Regions from separate parts of the Anas platyrhynchos genome. Here region 2 is linked to region 1. Evidence: chromatin contacts called from public Hi-C data. All regions are on one chromosome and are shown on one strand. The core of a region is the stretch at or near the end of the contact, and the rest is flanking DNA. Distances in the headings are between cores, read along the strand shown.

Region 1 (7,449 bases), core at 1,955-4,454:
AAACTCTTTGGCAGTCAGGCACTAATCACAGCCGCTCTTGGGCACTGTCCATACCAATATTTTGGGCCACCAGTGCTTCTGAAGCAAATCTGCTTGTTCCCACTCACCATCCCTTAATTCACGTGATGGAGCAGTGCATGAGTTCAGCTCCTTCCAGGTGAGGCTAAGCCTAAGACATTGCCCTCTCTGGGTTTTGTTCACCAAACCAGACTAAAACCAGGATGAAGCAGAACTCCTGAAATGTCCGAAGTGCTGACCAGTGCTCACTGCTCGGATTTACAGACACGCTCTGTGAGGTTCACTGAACACAGACACGGTCTGACCAGCTCGTTAATGTTATCAAGGACTCTTTTTACCCATCCGTCTGTCTAAATTAGGCGCCAACAAGAAAACGCGAGGCATTAAGCGTGGTTAGGTGTGACCGTCCCCAGTGCCACATATCCGAAGAGATGGAACCCCCCAAATCCACATCCCTGTTTTTAACTTCTGTTCTAAGAAACAAACGATGCCCTGACACCTTCGGTTCTGTCCCATCAAGAAGTCAGGTGTCCTACAGGGTCAGCTTTGCTTTTACCTTCCAATACTTCTCCATTTCCATTGCATTTACTCTTCTTGAGCCTACAGTTTTTTGCACTCCCTATCTCCTGGGCAGCATTGGAGTATCCCTGGATTTAGCAAACAGATAGGTTGCAGCCCAACAAAACAGAAGCAATGCCCGCAGCAGGCTGGTAATTACAGCAATCGTGCAAAGCTCACACCTGGAAGCCTTAAAATTGAGCTGTGCTTTGGAAGTACATTTTACCCACACATTCCTTAAACATCCACCCTGATTTTCCGTGCTTTACTTTGCGAGCAGAAAACACCCCTGGTTCACTGCACTCCTTTTAATAATTCCTGCATTCATGAATTTTAGAAAAGATCTATTTACTATTTAAATGCCATCTTAATCTATTCGCCCTAATCGGGTAGCAAGGCCAGCAGCGTGTCAGTGCTGTGTGTACTCCCACGCCTCGTATGATCAATGAAAGAAATAAAGGCTGAAGCACACAGATGGCTGGATTGAAAGGAAAGGTCATTACATACGGGAACTGATGAGGTGAAGAGAATAAAATATGTAAGGTGACCTTCAGGGAGAAGGTTAAAACTTTGCCTCGCCATCCAGAGGGCATTTTGGTGTGGAGATAAAACAAATACAACGTGGCATCAATTATTCATTGAGATATCTTCACCTCTTCTTTAGCACAGGAAAGATCTTGGCCTTTCTCTTCTTCCCCATCTCGGTCCTAAAATCTCTATTTTCCCATTTGCCATTTAAGACAGGAAAGAACACCCTGAATTTATGGTGTTATTGTCCCCGTTTAACTGAGGCATCCTGCACTTCAATGTTTTTTCTCTTCCTATAGCATCTAAGAAAAGCCAGACAAGCCTCCGTGTCTCATCGCAAACAACCGTAGCTGTTAGCAGCTGCCTCCCAATTTGGTGTATTTTAACAAGATTTAGAAATCCCCAAAGTGAGGATTTATTATCTCTTTCAGCAAAGAATGAAGTAAATCTATCAAGCCGTATAAATAATTCATACAAATTCTAGAAACGTATCGAGGAATATAGGTCAGGAGGGGCAGCAGAGGAGAGGGGTGGAATGCCCTTCACTTGGAGCATGTGGTAGGCCTAAATTCAGTTTTCCAGACAGATTATGTCAACTTAAAGAATGGAGATGGCTCTTAAATCATTTAAAAAGCAAAGGGTGACTTGACAGCCGCTAGGGGTTTTGAAGAGAATACGGAGGATGAGATAAAATACAACTTTATTTTTCAGATAAGAATTTGTCTTATGTAAGTTAGGTGGGTACAAAGAAGGCGATCTTGGGTATCTTTGTAAAAAAAAGGTTTGTGATATGTCACAGTGGTGATTTTCAACAGTGGAAGGAAGCCAGCGATCCATCACCGAGAGAAGCAATGAGGCAACCAGCAGGAGCCATAGATTTTGAGTAAACTCCAAATGCTCCCAGGAACCACTGACATTTATAAATAATGGAAAGCTGAGTGTATGTCAGTATTTCAAATTAGAAACCGAAGCATAGCACTTCACATGTGTATTGGGTTTATGTGGCGAGGTTTTGGTAGTGGGGGCTGCAGGGGTGGCCTCTGTGAGAAGAATCCAGAAACTGCCCCGCGTCAGAGCCGAGCCATGAACAATGTTTGCACCTCTGGGAGAGCAGATTGAGAAAGGGGGGAAAAATCTGGTGAGCTACGGCAGCTGGGAGAGAGGGGTGAGAGCTGAGAGAGCAGCAGCCCTGCAGCCCCCAGGTGAGTGCAGCAGGAGGGCAGGAGGTGCTCCAGGCAGGCAGCAGCAGTTCCCCTGCGGCCTGTGGAGAGGCCCCTGGTGGAGCAGGCTGTCCCCCTGCAGCCCATGGGTCCCACATGGAGCAGATCTCCACGCTGCAGCTCCTTTACACTGAGTGTTTTGCCCATGACAGTAAGTGGTGAGCAATCTCCTTGTCCTTATCTTGGCCCTTGAGCCCTTTTCCAACATATTTTCTCTCCCTCTTCTTTTGAGGGGCAAGGAGAGACGGGCTGTGGTGGGGTTCTGCTGCCCATCGGTGTGCAACCACCTCCCTTTGGCTGCCCTTTGAAGAACATGAAACACACAGAAGAAAATTCTTCTTGCCCAAATGCAGAAGCAACATCCACAGCATAATGGAAATCAGAAGCGGTTTAGGCTGCTGCTTGAAACCAGCCTAAGAAAAAGTTTTAGGAAGTACGCTAAATTTGGAAGGAAAACAAAACACCAGAAGGAAGAAAAGAGAATGGTGCAGAGGGACAGGCTGCTGGCGAAAATCAGCAGTGGACTAGTAACTTCAGAAAAGCAAAAGGTAATGCTGCAAGGGTTGGCGACTGCATCCAATTTAAGGGTGAAAAGCAAGAGCTGCAGGCAACTCAAGTCAGAGAAAGGTAACTGATAAGGGACTAGGAAGTTTTTACTAGAAAATTTACTACAGAAACAAAGCATTAGCAGCAGAATTACCCTGAAAAATGAATGAAGAATGAATCAGTTGGCTGCCATTGCGAGGCATCACAGCTTCCATGAGAACTGGAGGAAAGCTAGCGAGGTGAGCTCTGCCACATCCCTCAGCACACACTGTGGGACTCCTGCTTCCTAGAGCTGCTCTCACAGACACTTGGGACGGACAGCCCAGGATTATTGCTTTAGGGTAGGTTCGCCAGATTCCCAACCCTCATTTCCTTCCCTTCCCCTGCATCACGTTGGTGTGAGTGAGCGCTGAGCGGGACGGCAGCTGTGTGTCCCTCCGAGGCACTCAGCAGCACTGTCACACCACGCAGAGGACACCAAGCTGCTCAGACCTCTAAGGAGCGGCTGCCCTCAGCCCTAATCCCTGGAGTACTTTGCATGTGGCCTCCCCAGGAGCGCAGAGCACGAGTCCCTCCTGCTCCAGCTAATCAGATAAGAACTTCTTTATTTATCTGCGACATTAAGGATTAATCTCCAGAGACTACTATATTTAGCTAAGAGTCTTAAAGGCTACTTGTTTTCTTACGGCACTGAAAAAAAACACCAGCCCGGCACAAACATCTGAGACTGCTTCCCCCACGTACAAGCATGCACCCGCATCACCCGGACAAGAACTCACAGCTCCAGAGAGATGTGAAGATATTGGATAGCGCGTGAGCAATCACTGCCTCCAGCTAAAGAAGGCAAATACAAAATTCCTTCTCCCTGTCCTGCACTTAACATTTTTCTTTCCAGTGTTCCCCTTCTTTCTATTCCCCTCTTGAAAGAAAGATGTTTGACTGGAAACCTACAGCAAGTCCTTCTAAGTCCCCACACTTCCTTTCAAGTCCTCATTGAACAACCTGCCCAAAGCTCTGCTCGTTCTTTTGTGGCTGATGCCAGGGCCTGAGGGCTTCCAGCAGGGATCATTTATTTCCATCCCCGTACATCGCCAGGCACATTGATAATGCTTCAGTACCTGAACACAAAGCTGCATCAAGATGCTGCAGAAGCTCCTTGTACACGTGTGTGTGTGCACATCCCTAAGTACTTGTAGCAGAAACCCCTCAAACTCGCTCAGAATTAACAAGGCAGCCCGGCTGCCCTCCAAAGGGCAAGAAACTTTCCCCAGAGTTGACCCCACCAGGTTGGAGCTCTGTGTAGTTTTCAGAGGAATCTTTGCATGGCTCTCAGCCGCAAGACTGGCATTGAATTTCCATTATCTGCAGGTTTATACCCCCTTCAGCGTACGTTGATGTTTTAAAGTAACACATTCGCTGCACTCTTTAGGTGTGTTGTGTCAAGTGGAAAGGAACACCTCTTTCGTCTTAAAAACAATGCCCAGCACGTGATGAGGCAGCACCTGAAAAATACATCCCAAAAACAGATTTTCCAACAAGGACTCTTCCTTTCCTGCTGAATCAATTCACACACCGCAAACTTGGATCAGATTTGAGCTTGTTCTGAAACTGCATGCACCTCTCTTACAATAAAGATCTCCATTCAGTTCATCTTGGTTCTGAGAAATCTGAAAAACCAACAATCCAACTGGTCTGTCAGGTTAGCTGCAGGGAAATACTCTTTAACATTCAAAATATTAAATAATATTTAATATCCAAAAAGAGCCATAAAAGCTGTAGAGAACAGTAAGCTGAGTGATGTCAATCATCAGTCCAACTGATACATGAGTATTTACCGTGTTTAAATACTGGTATCAGCTGGCTTTACTAAATGAGCCTTTGAATCAGAGTTGCAAGTCCATATATTCAGTTTGTATTTAGAACTGGTGTCTCTGCTCTCAATTACCTGAATTAAGTTCAAATCAGAGAAAAAAATGTGCACTAGAAGGACGGAATTTTCAGTTCTGAGTAAAAATGAATTCATTTTTCCAGGGAACAACCAAGTTTAAAATGCACAAATAATCTGTTTAACTTGCAGTTAGGCTACTAGGTTACTCAATAGTTTTATGTGAGTTCTTCCCATCATGATAGAAAAGCTTATCCTGTTACCATGTGAGGTTTTAACTCGATTAAAAAATTTAATTACAAATGCTCTGTAGGAGGCAAACATGGCCTTGCATTTTACAGTAGTGTGCTTGGTATCATTAATCTACAAAGACTCTTCCTTATAAAAAAGGTGGGGGGAAAGGGGCTTATTAATACCATTGGTATGTTCTGCCCTGTTCTCTCTGAGAGCCAAGGTGCTGCTTAATGTTTCCCTAAAAAAAATTAACCTATCTGTAGGGAAATTAATACCTGTATACACCAGCCAAGAACTGTAACTCAGAGTTTGAATCCAGGTTGAAAAGAAAACAAAAGTGAATTAGGAAAAAAACATTAGTTAGGCACAGCAGTGCCTTAATGAAGTCTGTATTCGCAGACTCTGGCCTATGTCCCAATAAAACTGTGGCTCCTGGGATCACAGACAGCATTTAGAAGTGTTCTATTTTCATTTCTGTTATTCAACAAAGGGATGACGTTTAACGGTAAAATCTTAGTAATCTAAGGAAAGAAAGACAGGCTCAAAAGTGAGATTTTATTCATATCTGTTACTTATTCACAACCCAAAGTATGATAAAACTGATAAAAAGAGCCTAGAATGTTAGTTTACATCACTAAATTCACATTTTTATTAATTAATACTGAAAGGAAAATGACAACATAGCAGGTTCAGAAAAACAGGTTGGCTACTAAGACTGAAAAATCTACACCACCTTAACCGGTCACAACTGGTTGCTTGTTTAACGTTTATTATTTAAAAACAACAAATTACAAAATTTCAGATACACCCAGCCTCTGTGCTCATAAAATAAATCTTCTGTCATATCAAACTTCAGGAGAATGGAAAGAATTTTCTGCTGATATATTTCAACGCATAGTAAAAGAATACTGAGTGCTCTCCCCACCTGTACAGCAGCGTAACACTGCAGTCTGAGTCGCGCCTCGATCCGACTCATCTGGAGAACCATTTTGCAAGCCACCATGCAAGTGCGTCGTTATGATCAGGATGAACCATCCCTCGTGCATTAATGAAACCATCATCAAGCTACGGCCTCTGTGGACACGCAGACCTCAGACTCCAGTGCACAAAATAAAGCAAAAAGTCAGCTTTGTATTTAAGGCAAAGACGAGAACTGATCTAGCAAACTGAGATGAGTACCTTCAGCTGCCACTGATTAACAGGAACTGTAGTTGCAGACTGCATTATGCAGAGATCGGTTGTACTTTATAAGATAAATCTTTAACATCAACATTGAGGCAGCACGTTGCCACCCTACCATATAAACAACCATCACAAATTGAAAAAAATATATGCAGGTTCAACAGCAATGAAATATCCAGCAGCTTGCATGCAAACATCATGTTAGGCTGTTACATTCTCAGGACTAAAAACTGTTAATTGTGTAAACAGAGGTTAGATAATCATCTTCCATTTCATTTTATTTGTTTTCATTTTTATATACTCTTTTTCTTTGTAATTTTTAAGAACAGACAGGGCCTCGCAGAACAAAGGTGTTTTACCAAATGTTTAGACCTGGAATTACGCTGACTTCTGTAACAAAGATTAAAATTAATCTGTTAATGAAATAACTTTCTCTTCTTATTAATACATTTTAAAAGCCTCATTAGGCAAAGCAGCAGCCCTACTCCCAGTCCAAAAGAAAAAAAAAACATTTTAATACTGTATTGTACTGAGAAAAAAAATATGATTTACTTTTAAAGGAAACAGCCGAAGCAGACTATGTCAGCAACTGTTCCAGGGGAAAGAGAAAAAGAATGCACACAGACAGCACAGTACCTAAACAGCCATTAAAACTGCTTTATCTGCCAATAACTGTTACATAAATGCGATGTACTAGGAAAGAAATACATTCAAATTAATGGTAGTTTTGAGTAAATGTGCTACAGGAAACCAAAAACAATCTGTCATGACTATACATACACAAATCAACCAACAAAACTTATTTACAAATATTTGTACCTACAAGCATAAGGACCGAGTTTAATACTTGTGAAATGTATCTGATTGCTAGATGTAGACTGGCAGAGTTCCATTCCTCAGCAGTAACAGCACAACATTTCTACACTGCAACAACCACGTGGCTTCAGTTGGGTCTATCCTGAAATTTTTGTGTCCAGTTGATCTGTATCATAAAACTGAAAAGCTGTGCAGGTGTTTTAACCCTCTTTTGTAATACCGACACACATTCACTACCCACCTGAGGCTTCCCAGCATTCTACCCAACAAGCAGGCAGCAACCTAGGGCTATTACTGTTACAAATTTGTCCAGTCGGCTCATAACGAGTTAATTTTGGATCACGTGGAGTCTTTCTTCAAAGCACACGTTTCATCATCTGCTACATTTTTAATATTAAAAAAGGTTGAGTTATATAAAATTAAATCCGTATGCAAAATACTAAGCCCAGATGTGCTTAAAAA
Region 2 (7,475 bases), core at 1,075-3,574, 90 kb after region 1:
GAAAGATGTTATAAAGCTAATTTGATGACTAACTGTTAAATACAGAGATGATATAATTAAAGATAGCTCATAGTTAACTGATACAAAATTATTCAAATGCTTATCCGGATAGATCATCGTATGTAGTTTTAAATAAAAATGCATATTAGATAGTTAGATTTGGAAAAAAGTTGTGTTTTCAGTGCAATTCTTTGGCTCAAACTGTTTTTCAAAATGCATTGTCATCTTGTTCTGCCAGACTGAGAAATTCAAGAGCACAAAGGAGAGAAGCCAGTACAAGACTGTGATTTGCAAGATTTCTTTAAAAATCTCGTAGCAGAAAATGCTTGTTCTGCTTTACAATTTCTTCTTAAAGAAAGCAATAGCCTCTGTCAGTAATTTTTGTATGACTGGTCAAGAGTAAATCTAGCAAAGTGTTACCCATGTCCTAACTCATTGCAATATAACAGAAGTAATAAGCTTTCTCTGTGTGATTTTTTTCCTTTTTATTATTCATATTTACATCTCAAAGTCATTTAATAAATGCAATATGCTTCATTGTACTTCTAGCATATCCCAGAATAGAACATTTGTTTTGGTTTCTTCAGGAGACGGTGTCTGTATTTTTTGTGGCTTTGTGGCACATGCTGCCCAACATGTATCAGGCATCTGTGGGCAGCAAGGTCTGTTTTTGCAGGCTTTATGTTCTGGCTATTGCCAATCCTTCCTCCGTTAGGAAAGAGCTTTACAGCAGCAAGGAAATGCAGCAGGCATCACAAAACCTGCATGAACCAAAAGCATAATCAAATGGTTCCAGAATTATCCCTCTCCTCACCTTCCTCTTTGTGTGGCTGGCTACATGCTGGTCTCCTTCTGGTGACCAGCGAGCAGGGATTTCCACCTCCCACCTGAATAGAGATTGTAGCTCTCAGATGAAACAATAGGTATCAGGGAAACACAGCCTGACACTCAGATCATGCAAATTTCTGAAGTCAGGCTGCACTTTAGATAGGTTTCAGAAGACTTTGCTTCACAAGGCTCCTGTCTTGTGGGAGCATGACTCAGAGCACGGGGTGATGTGATTAGACCGTGATACTTCAGGTTTGCTGCTAATGATAGGAGACATTGCAGCTGCTTATTCCTAGGAGGAGAAAAGAGGCTGGGAAAGAGACTTACTTCTGCCTGAAAAGGACAGTTTTCCATGAGCACTCAGCATTAAGAGATAGCAGACCTAAGAATAGTTCTTAGCAGATGTTTTGGGATCCAGTCAGTCTCTCCGGGTAAAGGCTCCCTAACAACTGCCATCGACTTTATCAAATCTTTGTGATTCCTGCAGATTAGCACCTCTGCCTCGCCTTGCCAGCCTCATCTGAGCCCTCCTCAAAAGTCAACACAGACACTGCAGGTAGGACAAAGCAACACTTACCCAGCAAGATAAAGGTCAGGTTTTTGTTAGAAGGTTGCAAATTAAGTTACCAGCAAAGCATAAATACAGTTTTTAATCTCAGCCCTACAACACAATGTGTCTCTATTTGCTCTTGTACCTACCTATCTTTGCCACTCCTAGTAGCAATGGCTGAAGGCCTTGAGTACCATCCCACCATCCAGGTGTCATCCCTTTCCATACAGAAAGAGAAAACCTCTTCCCCTGCACAGATCTGCTTTATAGACCTTAGAAATGAAGACAGAGATGCAAAGGCAAATGCTGAGCATCTAGGTTTTAGGCTGGAGATGAAAACTAGTTAAATACCTACGGACCATTTCTTCTCTGGTCTCTGGTCAAGGTAACATAACACATTGCTGTTATGTACTTCACCTGTAATTGATCACAGAAAAAAATATGTTGTGAAGCTCATGTGAATTACTGAATGTTTGGAACTCATATATCCACTTAAATATTGTCTTATTTTATTTCTCCTCCCTTCCAGCCAATGTCACAACCAGCCGAGCAGAGCTTCTGAAGGTCTTGTTTATCTCTGATAGCATGAAGCAGACCAAATACTATCAATGGGCTGTGGCTGGAAAGCATTACCATGGAGGAAAAATAACCCAGTCGAATAAACATGGGCCAGCTTTGGCTAACACCTCAGGGTGAAATCTCTAGGTCACTTGGGCTGAACATGACAGTAGGAAATGGGTCAGGCATGCAGGGCCCAGCTCCCCCTGTTCTCCAGTCTCTGAAGTCAGTCTTCGCAGGCTAAGCAAGCAGTGGATGTTTTTCTGCTGCCCCAGTGGGTTGAACTGACTCTAAAAGGGGACAGACGAGCCTGCAGGGAAGGATGGAGACAACGACCCTTGTGGAGGACAGGGCAGTGGGGAAGAGGCAGAAGTGGAGCAGGGAGTTGTTGCAGTGGCGGCGAGGTATCGCAGCAGCTCAGTTGTACCACACAACTGTGCCCCAGTTCTCTGCACAGTCATCAGAGAGAAACAGTCATGTTTTGAAAAGGTTGGTTTTCAAAGACACAATGAGTTTCCTGACTGACACCTCCACAGTAAATGTGTATGGATTTCCTCAGATAACATGCAGCTCAGAAAATTGCAGGCTTTGAGTGCCTGTGTAAGTTTCACTACTTTGATTTCCATAGGTCAGCTAATGGCTGTGAAATTCCCTCCCCGCTCTTAGTCTGAACATTACATCCACAGTTTAAAAGCATTCATATGTTTACTCCTATGCTAGAAAAAGAAAGAAGCTACATGGGCTACGTGGTGTATTATACGCCTTGATGCAGCTAGAGGGAAAGACTGTTCATCAGCAAGGCTGTAACCCTAGGTGAATAAATACATAAAACAGCTTCTGCAGCACAACCCAGCTTCGAGCGCCAGGAAGAATCAGGTCCTAATTCTGCAAAGATATTATCAGCTGCCACTGCAGCACCTATTGTTTCTATTCACAAGCTCCCTCCTGTATCTTTGCCTCTTTCACTACACCAGTTTCAGGCCACTGAGAAAGCCTTCAGTTTCCAAATCACACTCAAGCTACTGTAACCCCTGGATGCACTTGAAAGCAGCAGAATCTGATTTGTTTTTGCTCTATTATCTCAAGTTTCCTCCCCTGACCTCTTGAAGAGATACCATTGAAACGCTCTGAAAAGAAACTCTGACTTGCTCGTTACATAAACTTTCAAACAAAAGGCATGAATAATTAGCTCGCCCAATTTTGTGTGCTAGCAGAGCCCTTATTAACAGACAGCAACCCTAGAAAGACATTTTTCTTTATCCAAAGCAAAACCACAGTGCTCTGACACTCTAACGGTGAGAGAAAACTTGCACAGTGTTGATCTACTGCACTTTCATAGATGACATAATGCTGTTAATTAATGGACTCCAGGGAGTCTTCTTGGTTTGCCTTTGTCTGCAAGAACATTTAAACACAAACTTTTCTATCACTGACCTAAACTGCCTTTTAGGGGCCAACTCTGCATTGCATTTGCTACGGAGACAAACACCCTGCACAAACACAGAGTGAAATAGCTGTGCAGCAAAGCAGCAGCATCTGGGGTCAGGGGGAGTTCACGCAGCACTTGGTATTCCTCTGTTAGTGGTGGGAGTATCTCACATGTAGGACGTGGTACCCATTTGCACAAAGTGAAGCTAAAGCTCAAACAGAGCTGGGGATGGTCACTTGGTTGTCAGACAGCTGCTGTTACAGCTGAACAAGAGCCTGACATGGCTGTTGTTCAGTCACTGTGAAACCTGTGGCCTCCTCCTCAAAATGGTGGTACCCTCGTGACTGGCCTGTGTTTCCCTCAGGACACAGAGAAATTTGCACCTTTATGACTGTCTCCATGCAGACAACAATAAGAGAAGCTGGCACTATCTATGGGAGACAAGGGGGGTTATTGTACAGATCACAGCCACAGTTTTGGGCTGTGAAAGGCTCAAACAGCTTCATTTAGAACAATGTCCTCTCCCAGGGGAAAATGAGGAGCACAGGGAAAACGAAAAATATCCCAGAGGTCTCAGCTCATCTGGAAGGACTCCAGTGACCTTGCACAGGCCCTCCATGGTGTATTCAGAGGGTTTGGAGACTGTCTTTGGTTCTGGTCTTGCATCAGTGCAGACATAGCCAGACTTGTTCAGTGTATTCCGTGTGAAAGTTGTGGGTTGAGTTGAAAACACAGCTGGGCTCAGGTGCGTGCTATGACACAGCTAAACAAGGGGACATTTGGGTGTTCCCTACAAGGATCTGTCTGTGAGCAACCTGCCTGTTCTGCCCTTACGGTCAAGGCAGTCTCTGGCTCTTGTGGACAGCTTTACTCCTCTTAAAGTGGACATTTATTTTCTACATTACTGTTTTGATTTGTATCCCAAATGAGCTTTTGAAGTGATTCTTCTGATCATCTTCATGAGGCTTTCCATGGATACTGAGAACATTTGTCCCAGCATTCTCCTCTGTATTTTAGGGTGGGGTTTTCAAGCAACCAAAAAAAAAACACATCACATTTCAAAACTTGGCCAAACACTGCTTCACTCCCAGAAGGAGCTACGTTTTGTTCTTCCTTAACAATAGCCCTAACATCTGATCAATGAAGTCTGATCATGCCAGTAAAGGAGAACCTGGACCAGGCTTGGCCGTGGCAGACAAGGTGGGGATGGATTTAAGCCCCTGTGAACTCCATGGTTATCAAGCAAGTGTTGTGCTAACTGTTTCCTCATGGACATGAGATGAAGTCCTGGGTCACTGGAGCCCCAGTCCAGCCGACAGACTATTGAGCAGCTCCCATCATTCCTTAACTGGGCCAAGGGCACAGCTGGAGAGGGGAATTCGATCTGAACACTGCAGCTTGGTGAAAAAGTATTGACTTCACATTCCCTTTTGTTTCTGGGTAGAAGTTTGTCAACTACCATATTTTTTATTTTTTTGGCAGAAAAGAGAGAGTCTCAATGGATATTCACCTGGAAATTAAAAAGAAGGTATTTTTGTGAAAAGAAATGCAATATCTTTGGGTGAAAAACATCTGTGAAAATTATTCTTTATCTAATAAGATCAATGCAAAAGTCCATGCATGCTGGATTTCAGATTTCTTATATCTGCGTGGGTTTCAATGGGTCCTTCTTCTTTCTGTTCGCTGATGCAGGAGCTTCACATGTGTGCTCTACCTGCACCAGTGGGGGCAGTCACCCTCATTTCTTCCATCAAAATTATTCAATTTCATTGGATAAAAAAAAAAAAAAAAAGCACTGCTTGAGTGAAGCAGGCTCAGCCATCTTTCACTGAAGCACACTGCTCTGGGCTGGTCTTCTCCAGGGTTTGGACCAGCAATTCCATTTTGGCCATGTGCCTATAAAAATGATATATTGCTGAGAAAGAAACAGGGCACTGATGTCAACTCCCAGACAGATTTGTCCACAGCTAACCTGTTGCTGGGTTTCAGTAAGCCCCTTGCATACATCCACGTGTTGTCACTGCTCATGTATTCTGACTGTGTAAGCATGTTAGGACGTGGAGGAACCCTTTATTTGATATTTGTACAACACTTAACACAATGAAGTTTGGAATATTTTGGTTTTGTTTGTTTCAGAAGGGACCCTAGAAAGAAATACAAAACAAACAAAGGCAAAAAGAAATACAAGAATGAAAGAAGATGGTTTTGCTTGCTATCTGATGCATCTTATCCTAAGACACCACAAGTTTGTTTTGCTGAATTTAAATAAAAAATGTGAATTTTCTCATCTGACCATGGAAACGGAACACAAATGTGAAGTCAGCATGATTTAAAGATTTGCAACCTGATCCAGTCAGGTCATGGAGTGCTAAGAGATTTCTAGTCATCTAAATCAAGGAATTGTGTGAGCTGTGGGGCCAATAAATCCCGATTTCCTGTGTCCATCTGCATAAAGTCTCTGCTGACCAGCAGGGGGAAACTCGTTATTTTTTTCCTTCCAGAAAGGAAGGAAACTTACTCAAACCACTAGAGACCACTTCATCTCTGATTTCTGAGATACTGTGGGAGGGGCAGGATTTGTGATCTGCAGAACGACCCCACGAGCTCCCCCAGAGGAGCCACGGGAAGCCAGCGTGCTGACCAGTGCTCTGGCCTCAGCATTATGGGAGTACCTTCAAGGAAGTCTGGAAATGCTGTTTACATTGTGGGATTTTTTTCCCTCTATCACTTTGTCTTGCTTAGAGGAACCACTGTCTCTTTGGAAAAGCAATTGTGCTTTTGTAAAGAGAATGTAATGTAAAAAAGTTCTGACCTACACAGATGTTTACTAGAGGGACAGGGTGATCCTACCACTTCTGGTAGGCTGCTCACACAGCTGCTTTTTCTAATGAGATCTTCTTGCAGCAAGAAGGGAGATGGATCAATACTGAAAAAGTGGTGAAAAACTCTAACGAGATACTAAAAAAAGAGCTGCCTTAGAAAGGCCAGTCTGAAGCTCTAGAGAACAAGTGTTCACAGCTCTGTGGCATCCTGGTCATAATGGGAAGGCAAGTCCAAGGTAATTCCTAATTTGCTCCCAGAATGATATAGAAACTTCATACGAACTAGAGACAGTCCTGCAGAGAGATCTGAAGAGCAATCTGATGAAATGAACAGAGTAACAGCCCTGTCGGCAAAGGAGATGAGTGTTCTGGAAAGCTCTTCTTCTTTGAGGGACATTGAAGAATCCTGTCATTTTTTGGCAAAATAGTTACAGCTCCTGTTGCCTTGTCCTGCTTTGAGAAAAAGCCACAGGATACTGCCAGTCACTCTCCTGTGGCTCCAGAAGTCCCATCTGATGTCCTGCCTGAAAAACATTTGTTCCTGGGACCTTCCTGGAGCTGCCCTGTTCCTGCTCTTGCAGGAGGAATGGAGATGGATCAATACAGGAAAATGGTGCAAAAGTCTCCTGTGACTGACAAGTTAACGAGTACTGAGCTACTTACCTTTCCCGATGGGTGAAGTGGGGACAGCCAAAGAGCTTGAGGAATACTTACAGCTGATGGCTCTCTCAGGAGAGATTAGCCTTGTCTTGCTCTTACCTCAGGGAAAGAGAAAGCTGAGGCCACACAGTCACAGCTGGTTATTTCCATCTGTCCTGCCACCCCCGCCTGCCTCCTTTGCTCTTTTCCTTCATTGTTCCTTTTTAAGGTGTAGCAGATGAATTGTGAAGTTCTGTCAGTGATGTTGTGGTGTCCCTGGCCTGCTGTCACTCCCATTATGTCACACGGGAGCTGCAGGACTGCGTGGAGCCGCTGGAAGAAATCTCCGAGTTAGTCTCCATTAGCTGAGCAAACCGGCTAGCAGCTATGGCACAACAACCCCTGCCTCCTGCTTTGGTGTGACACCTTGGGGTGGGAACAGGGGGGACCCCAAACCCAAGGGAGATGTTCTCTATATTTTCCTCCCAGTCCTACCTTCAAGGGCTTTCCTGCTCCCCTCCCTCTCTCTGGAGGCCATCCAGGAGACGTTATCCTGACAGGAGACATCTTGCTCCACACCTGCCCACTGACCTTCTCTGGCGGATCTTGATTCCCCATTGCCCTTCTCCCACCCCTTCAAGGCCTGTCA

What was found. A called contact is a pair of places that touch in the nucleus more often than the background predicts.
Region 2: a contact with region 1 is called in a Hi-C map of liver, with 1.6 times the contacts expected there. The contact joins two enhancer-like sites. A contact is called at or near these places in 3 of 8 Hi-C or Micro-C datasets (F1 follicle, liver and skeletal muscle).

Annotation. Positions count from the first base shown.
Region 1 is chr1:186,039,422-186,046,870 of IASCAAS_PekinDuck_T2T, forward strand. WASF3 (WASP family member 3) reads right to left here. Exons shown (of 11, transcript XM_027469517.3): 11 at 5,531-7,449. Among named protein-coding and RNA genes, the nearest start is that of GPR12, 30 kb to the left of the region's middle. Within about 2 kb of position 3,205, at least 1 of the 8 cell types and tissues checked has an H3K27ac peak or open chromatin away from gene starts, as enhancers often do.
Region 2 is chr1:186,130,422-186,137,896 of IASCAAS_PekinDuck_T2T, forward strand. No RefSeq gene overlaps it. Among named protein-coding and RNA genes, the nearest start is that of WASF3, 24 kb to the left of the region's middle. Within about 2 kb of position 2,325, at least 4 of the 8 cell types and tissues checked have an H3K27ac peak or open chromatin away from gene starts, as enhancers often do.